Regions from separate parts of the Rattus norvegicus genome. Here region 2 is linked to region 1. The links are chromatin contacts, called in public HiChIP or PLAC-seq maps. All regions are on one chromosome and are shown on one strand. The core of a region is the stretch at or near the end of the contact, and the rest is flanking DNA. Distances in the headings are between cores, read along the strand shown. Region 1 holds the start of Zc3h6 (zinc finger CCCH type containing 6). Region 2 holds the start of Polr1b (RNA polymerase I subunit B).

Region 1 (3,995 bases), core at 566-3,065:
GGGAGTTCAGGGATTGATGAATTTTTCTGTTCAGGGATTTGTGGGTTCTCATGCTCAGGAACTGATTTCTGTGACGAGCTCAGGGATTACTGAGATTTCCTCTTCAGGAAAGGGTAGGACTTTTTTTTTTCCTTGTAGGGCAGTGCCTGGCCACTCTCTTATCTCTGGCTGGGAATGACTGTAGTAGCCCTTAAAAGATAACCTGTTAGGGACATCTGGGGGGCTCGGTCTGGCTGCTTTGAGCTCATCAGATGAGACCTGCTGCTTTCCCACCTTGAGGGTTTACAAGTATACAAAGTTTACAGGTAGAGTACACCACCGGGAATCCTTTCCTTGTTTCTTCAGTTGGCCTAAATAGCCAACAATGGGACCGTTCAAGTGTGTCAGTATCTTAATTTTGTCTCGAGGCAGCACTTTAAAAGTTGTTTTTCAAAGACTAAGCTAATGCCTAGAATTTATTTTGGTGTGCATTTAACTTTCAGACAAATTTAAAGACATCAAACACTCAAATGTGAACCAGTTCAAAGATTTTTTTTTTTATTTAAAAAAACTCAGATACAAATCCTAAGTCCCTACTTTAATACCTAAGTGGAAAATGAGGTTGTGAAGAGCAGCTGTTACACCCCAAAAGCCTTTGGATAACTTCAGCTATTCACCGTTCTCAGTCAAATGGTTAATTAAATGAAAAGGCTTGACATTTTAGTTCCAGAAACTAAACTGCTTTTCTAGATAAAATAGATGTGCCTTTTGAAAATTTCCTATAAATAATGGGCCACCAGCTGAAAAACTGGGTTCAAGTCTTGTCAAGAGCTGCATTCAACTAAAAGCTGATTTTTCTCTTTTCACATTTATCTAATCACAATTGTTCTTTGAATGCATGTTATTCACACATCAGAACATTCAAAGACAAAAGACATCGTGTATTTAGGAAGATTGGACACTTAAGCTCATCATTTTAATAAAAAGCAATTAACTTTCCTTCAGAACTAAGTATACATTACTCAGCATTTCAAGATTATTTCTGAAGGCCACGGACATACGAAGAAATGCAGTCTTTTTTTTTTTTTTTTTTTTTTTTTTTGGGAGCTGGGGACCGAACCCAGGGCCTTGCGCCTGCTAGGCAAGCACTCTACCACTGAGCTAAATCCCCAACACAGAAATGCAGTCTTGATCTTATGAAATACTCGAACGCATTCCACATCTAAGATGCAAATAGACACGATCATATTTTAATGACCTCAATAGCTATTTTAAATCCTCAAGAAATGATTGGGTGAATTTAGTATTATCAAAAAAATTTGCATGTCAAGCAGTCTTCCTTATACTACGGAGACTGATAACAGCCACATGTTTAAGGACTTAAGGATGATTCCAAGTTCTTTCGGCAACAAAGAAAGGTTTTTTTTGGTTTCTTTTACAAAGATAACCGCCAGTCCTGAGTTCCTTTCTTTGTCCCACAGTAACGATGGTGGGGTGGAGGGGGACAGTGTGATTGTCCCGAAGTCCAAAGGGCACAGAGGACCTAGTGGACATAGCAGGACTAGCGGGGTTGCCTGCCCCGCCCGATATAACTCTAAGCGCCACCGAACCGCATCCCTGGCCTCCCAGCCATCAGATTATTGCTGCCTCCGCAGCCATACAGCGTGCCGCAGTGTGCGTATTAAAAGCCCGCCCCTGGAGGTGATTGACGGCAGTTTCCTCCAATGGCCAATGCGCTCAGCCCCAGCCGACTGGGGAGGACCGCGGTTCGCGGAGGAATCTCACTTGCCCTTTAGTCCCGGGCAAGGTGTTGCGGCCGGCGCCATTTTCTGAGCCGCCTGTTTCGGGTGCCGCCATGTTGGTGAGGAGAAATCACCGTTACGGCCACTGTCCAAATCCCCGCGTCGCTGCACGCCGCCCGCCGGCTCCCACGCCTCAGCCTCCGGCGGCGAATACAGACTAGAGCGGCTGCGCCGGCAGCGCGGGGCCGTTGCCCAGTCTTTGCAGTTAGAGCCCCATCTCTCTGGCGTGGTTGTTAATAGACTGGAAAGTCTGTGTCTGTGTCGCTCACTAGTAACCGTGAGTTTTTACCACTTCGTCACCTGTCGGCGGCGGCCGGGAACAGGTGCCCGCAGGCGGCGCAGCGGTCCTCCCCGCGTCCCGCCGCCGGCCTCCAGACCTGCCCTCCAGCCCCGCCCCGTTCTTGACCAAACATGACAGACTCTGAACATGCAGGGCACGACAGGTCGGGAACCCTTCTTGTCTGTCTTTCTGTCGGATGAGAGGAGGGGTCGGGGCGGCGGGAGCGGGCCGGGGCCGGGCGCCTCCTGCATGACTTAGACGTCTCTGTGTGGCTCCATCGGTTCCATGACGCGCACCTTCGTCCACCGCAGCTGGCTGCCAGCCGGCCGCGGGGGAGGCCGACCCGGCCGCGCCCGCCTCCCGGAGCCGGGGTCGCCGCTCGCCGCCCCGCCCCCGCCGGGCACGTGCGAGCCCCCCGCCCCCGGCCCGGCTCTGTCGTCGGCGCCGCGCGGGCGGCTGCGGCGTCTGTTCGCCAGGCCAGTGACCGGCGACGGCAGCCCCGTTGGCACCGTCCTCGAAGGCTCAGTAGTAGGCCTTGTGGATGTTTGCCTCCTACCCGAGTCCACCTCTGAAAATAAACATGTTTAGCTTTTAGGGGGTTGAAAAAAGCCTCTTTCCCTCCCATCCCCCACTCCCAGGCTATGTGTCTGCCGCAGGAAACCCCAGGAAAGTGAAATGACAGTTTTCAAATTAAATACGTTAACACGAGTAGACTGCAGATTTTTTAGCTTTACCTGAGTTCCTAGGTGCTAAAAATATCATTTGACCATTTAGCTGAGATTAAGATTTCCTTTTTAATTTTGTTGTGCTCCTAGAGGCACGTTCTTGGCACCATTCAGTGATTTGGTGCCATTTACAGAATATACTCTTAAGTTTTTAACTTCAAATTTACATTGATAACCAAGTTTTTAAAGGGGTCAGAGCAGGACTTTTATTAAAACTCCTGATGCAAAATCGATTTCTACTTAGAATATTAACTTGAAAATCGACATCCTCACACTGCTTTGTCAGTAGTCTCAAGAGATACATTGTGCTCTAATGTGGCCCATAAGACTTAAGAATTCCTGAGTAATTTGATATGCTTTTGATAAAGCATTGCACACACCTTCCATCCCTAAATACAGAAGCAAAACAAAAAACAACAAAAATCACTGAAATTTGAAATTCCAAAATATATGTCGACCTTGAAAGGGATTAAAAAAAAAATCCTAACAACTTCAATAATGTGATAATAATTCTCTAGAAAGACATCAATTAAGCATGTACCAAGGTTCAGATAGTAAAGTGTACTCATATAAGTGCAACTTGTACTTGACATATTTTTAAGAAGGATTTTTTAAAAAATAATACCTTTGTGGTTTCAGTGCTGTCAAATGGGCTAAGGATTCTTGTGATAGGCCGGCACTCTGACCCTCGGCTACACTCAGCCCAATGTTACCCTTGTGTGCTAGGCAAGTACTCTAACACTTAGCTGCACTCATGACCCAAGGTTACCCTTGTAAAACAGTTTTAACTAATGTTGAGAAGTCTATTGATAAGCCAGTGATTTGTTAGTGGACTTAAAATTCATTAATGTGGAAGGAAATCTCTCATTTGTTAGTGGATAGTATAACTTAAATATGTAGAATTATGTATTTTACATAATAAAAACATGTCACCAAGTTTAGAAATCAAAATAATGCTTCTAAAGACCAATAATAACATGTTTTTCTATTAGAAATTGAGATTTGGTCTCATTAGCCTTTGCTGGCCTAGGCTGTCTTAGAACTCAAAAAGATCTGCCTGTCTCCACCTACAGAGTGTTGGACTAAAGGTGTGCAGTGCGGCAGTACATACCTGTAATCCAACAGGAAGGCAGCGCGTTCATGTCAGCCTGCCTTACACAACAAAACCATGTGTTTTTAAAAAGTAGAATTTGAAGTTTTAAAACACTG
Region 2 (3,995 bases), core at 977-3,476, 130 kb after region 1:
CCTGTCTCCCAGGTGCTGGGATTAAAGTCACATGCCACTACACCCAGCTACAGAAATATTTTTAAAAGAGGGAGAAGGAGAAGGAAACGGGGGAGAGAGGAGGAGTTTGTCCTGGAGTGAGACAAAGGACTGCCTCTGGATAGGGAGGAGACAGATGTGGCACATAGAAAAACAGTGGTTTATAAAGGTACAGAGGGAAGCCTGTGTTAGGATGAGGTGTTCGGTTTTAACTGGGTATGTTAATGTGAGCCAAAGGGGGCTTTTGATTGCTGGACTTCAATACTTTGATAGCTTTGGTAGTCAGCCTTAGAGGGAGAAATTGGCCAAATAAGGGAATAGCCTTTGGGGTCTAGCTTTAGGGATGTAATTAGATTACATTGCTAATGGTTTTTAGCAAGGCAAAGGGAATCTGGGAGAAGGGCAAGGCCTGCCAAAGCCACCCTTGCCAAGCTCAAGCTGGCCAGAGTCCCTTCACATTTTCCAGAGAAAATATACCATCAACCAATAAACTCATGAAATGATATTTGATGCTATTATCCTCTAGGCCATAGTCTAGGGAGAAATGCTAATCAAAACCCACAAACAGATACTGTTGTGCAAATAATAAGATTGCTGTAATCAGAAGATAGGATCTAGTACTGGTAATGATGTTGCTAGGGGGAAAAATGAAATTGTCCAGCTCACTTTAACAGTTTCACAGAACTAAAGAAAATTAAATATTGTTAATATGACACAGAAATGGGGTTCTTAGCTCTGATACCTAAGGGAATTGAAAACACACAAATATAAAAATTGATATTCGTAAAAGCCAAACAGTGGAAACAATACAAATTCTCACTGACACTATCCAACCCCCTTGATTTCTATCCAGAAGCAGGCTGGGGTTGCTTCTTTTCTTTTGGGTAGCATGGCCTGATTACTGCTGGCTGTCCTAGTGATCAACATTCAGAGTTGAGTAGAGTAGACCATAAGTGCACAGCCCACAGAATCAAATAACCAGGGCTCGTCGAGGTTCACAGAGACTGCATCGACAATCATGGAGCCTGTATGGGTCTGAGCTAGGTCCTCTGCATGTATTGATGTATAGCTTGGTATTCTTGGGGGACTTCTGACAGTGGGAGCAGGGGCCGTCTCTGACTCTCTTGCCTGCTCTTGGGATACTTTTCTTCTACTGATTTGCTTTGTCCAGACTTGATATGAGGGTTTGTGTCTAGGCTTATTGTAACTTGTTATGCCATTTTCAGTTGATATAACTGGAAGGCCTGCTCTTTTCTGAAGGGAAATGGAGGAGGAGTGGATTTAGAGGAGAACGGTGGTAGGGGGGAAGATTGGGAGGAGGGAATGGAGGGGAAACTGAGGCCAGAATGCAATGTATGCGAAAAAACTAAACTAAAAAAATAAAAAGAGTTGAGAAAGAGACAGAGCCATGGGTGGTGGCACATGCTTTTAACCCAGCACTCAGGCAGAGACAGATGGAGTGCCAGGCCAGCCTGGTCTACAAAGCAAGTTCTAGGACAGCCAGGAGTACATAGAGAGACCCTGACTCAAAAAACAAAGAAACAACAATAAATAAATAATTATTATTATAATAAACCAAGAGTTGAGTAGAGAGGACAGGTTGGTGCCCCAAATCTGCATTTCAGTAGAAGCCAAGACTTCAGAGTCTCCTAAAGTCTGCATCAGGATGTAAGAGGCAAGCTGTGAAAAGGGACAGAAGGGAACCGTTAAAGATACTTCTATCGGGTCCTAATTGACTAATTAAGCTAATATGGGTCACAGAGGTCACACACTAAAGTGGAAAGGGATTTAGTACGGTTTGTAGGATACAAAACATCGAAGTTTAGAGGAAGAGGCAGATCTGCCTGTCTATGTAGTGTTCTCTCTCTCCCTCCCTCCCTTCCCCCTCTCTCCCTCCCTCCCTCCCCCTCTCTCCCTCCCTCCCTCCCTCTCTCGGTGTTTCAAGACACCTCTGTGTTATTGCCCTAAGATGTCCTAGCACTCGCTTTTTAGACCAAACTGGTCTCGAATCCACAGAGATTCCCCTGCCTCCCGATTGCTGGAATTAAAGGTGTCTTGTGTGTAGTTTTAACAGGTCCAACCACGCCATGGTTTAAGTTTCCAGTCGACCGTGAGAAATGGAAGGACCAAAGGTGGGGCGGGCAGAACAAGAGGAACTACATTTCCCAGCAGGCCACGGGGTAGGGTGGCTGTAGGGTTGCTCCGGCCATTCCTGCGGTCCACGAGTGGAGTCGTAGCTCCGGTTTCCCGTCCGGGGCTCGCAGAAGCATGGATGTCGACAGCCGGTGGCGGAACCTGCCCAGCGGGCCCAGCCTAAAGCATTTAACCGACCCCTCGTACGCGGTTCCTCCGGAGCAGCAAAAGGCGGCGTTGCAGGACCTGACGCGGGCGCACGTGGACTCCTTCAACTACGCAGTGCTGGAGGGGCTGAGCCACGCGGTGCAGGTGAGTGGAGCGCACTCTCTGCTCCGGAGCCCGAACCCTCGGCCGGAGGGTCCCTGAGGTTGGAGGAGGTGGCCGGGAGGCCACAGTATGACCTCAAATAGTGATGCAAGCTCACCCTACAGTTCTTTGGGATAGTTCAGAGAGAAAACAACTTATAGCCTAGTGATGGAGGGAAACATGTATTTGTGATTTCTGGATTTATATGTGGGTACGAGCCCTGGTTTTGGGTACTGTGAAAGGAGAGTGAGGACGTGATCTATTTGAGACTGTTTTCCGCCCATTGACAGCGCTCACGCCTTTTCACACCTGGAGTCTTACGTTCTAAAACTACCTCAGAAGGTTCCAAGCTGATTCAGACAGGCTGCAGCAGAGCACATCCTTCAGTTTGCTTCCCTTAGAGTTTCCTTTGGGGGCCAGGAGAGCGGGAACGGTTCGAGACAGGGTTTCGGTAGCGTTTGCTGTCCAGGAACTCCGTAGACCAAGGCTGGCCTCGGACTCACAGACATCTGCCTGCCTCTGCCTTCAAGTACTGGGATTAAAGGTGTGTACCACCACCCAGCTTCTTTTAAGAATTTGCAAGAGGGCTGGAGAGATGGCTCAGTGGTTAAGAGCACTGATTGCTCTTCCAGAAGTCCTGAGTTCAAATCCCAGCAACCACATGGTGGCTCACAACCATCTGTATGAGATCTGATGCCCTCTTCTAGGGTGTCTGAAGACAGCTACAGTGTACTTATATATAATAAATAAATCTTTAAAAAAAAAAAGAATTTGCAAGAGAAAAACTTGCCACCTCTTCTGAGTTGGGCCTGTTGAGGAAGATTAAAAAAAAAAAAAAAAAGCCCAGGGGATCATTGTAACCATGGTAGCAGAGTTCAGGAAAGGACGATAAGGCAAGGTCTCTTTTTGTTAGCATCTGTAGTCCTGGCACTACGCTCTGAGAGTAAGACACCTCTCAGGTTTAAGTGTACCTCACCCTTGTTGGTTGTGTAGGGGTAGCAGGCACCTACAAGCAGTCAATGGCATTCTCTTGAGAACTGCTCTAAGATGTAGAGCTTTTTTAGTCAGGAGCACCATGGAAGTGCAACTATTCCAGGTGTTTAGAAAGGTCTACATTAGATAAGGTTAAGAGAAGAAGATGGTGCGTTCCCTCTGGAGGGAGTAGGTTCGGGGAGGGACATATGTAGTAGACGGTACCCTGAGGTTTTGTTGTCAAACAACTGTATTGTGAGAATTAGGGATGGAGAGATGTGGGAGAGCTTTGACTGTCTGACTGATACTTGGAAATACAGAAGCCATTTACAATTCTTTGAATTGCCAGGCTTCAGTCTGAGGGAATAAAATATACAGAGCTGAACATTTAGATCATCATGTACTTGCCGGTAAAAAAAGCAGTTCTCCTTGTCTTCCTATGCGCAGAGAAGGTGGACTCTTGGCTTAGCGTTTTCTGTGTCTGTAGCACCTACTGCAGAATCAGATACACAGCGCACCATTAAAAAAGCCCTTGGTAAACACATTATAATTAAAGAGTTGGC

What was found. HiChIP or PLAC-seq counts read pairs in DNA pulled down with a chosen protein or histone mark.
Region 2: a contact with region 1 is called in an H3K27ac HiChIP or PLAC-seq map of oligodendrocytes, with 6 times the contacts expected there. The contact joins the promoter of Polr1b here to the promoter of Zc3h6 in region 1. A contact is called at or near these places in 5 of 12 Hi-C or Micro-C datasets (Schwann cells, kidney and liver) and 1 of 1 datasets of contacts at active chromatin or transcription factors (oligodendrocytes).

Annotation. Positions count from the first base shown.
Region 1 is chr3:136,655,599-136,659,593 of GRCr8, forward strand. It overlaps Zc3h6 (zinc finger CCCH type containing 6), which reads left to right and starts at 1,816. Exons shown (of 12, transcript NM_001107772.1): 1 at 1,816-2,224. The coding sequence starts at 2,193.
Region 2 is chr3:136,784,904-136,788,898 of GRCr8, forward strand. Polr1b (RNA polymerase I subunit B) reads left to right here and starts at 2,227. Exons shown (of 15, transcript NM_031773.2): 1 at 2,227-2,463. The coding sequence starts at 2,287.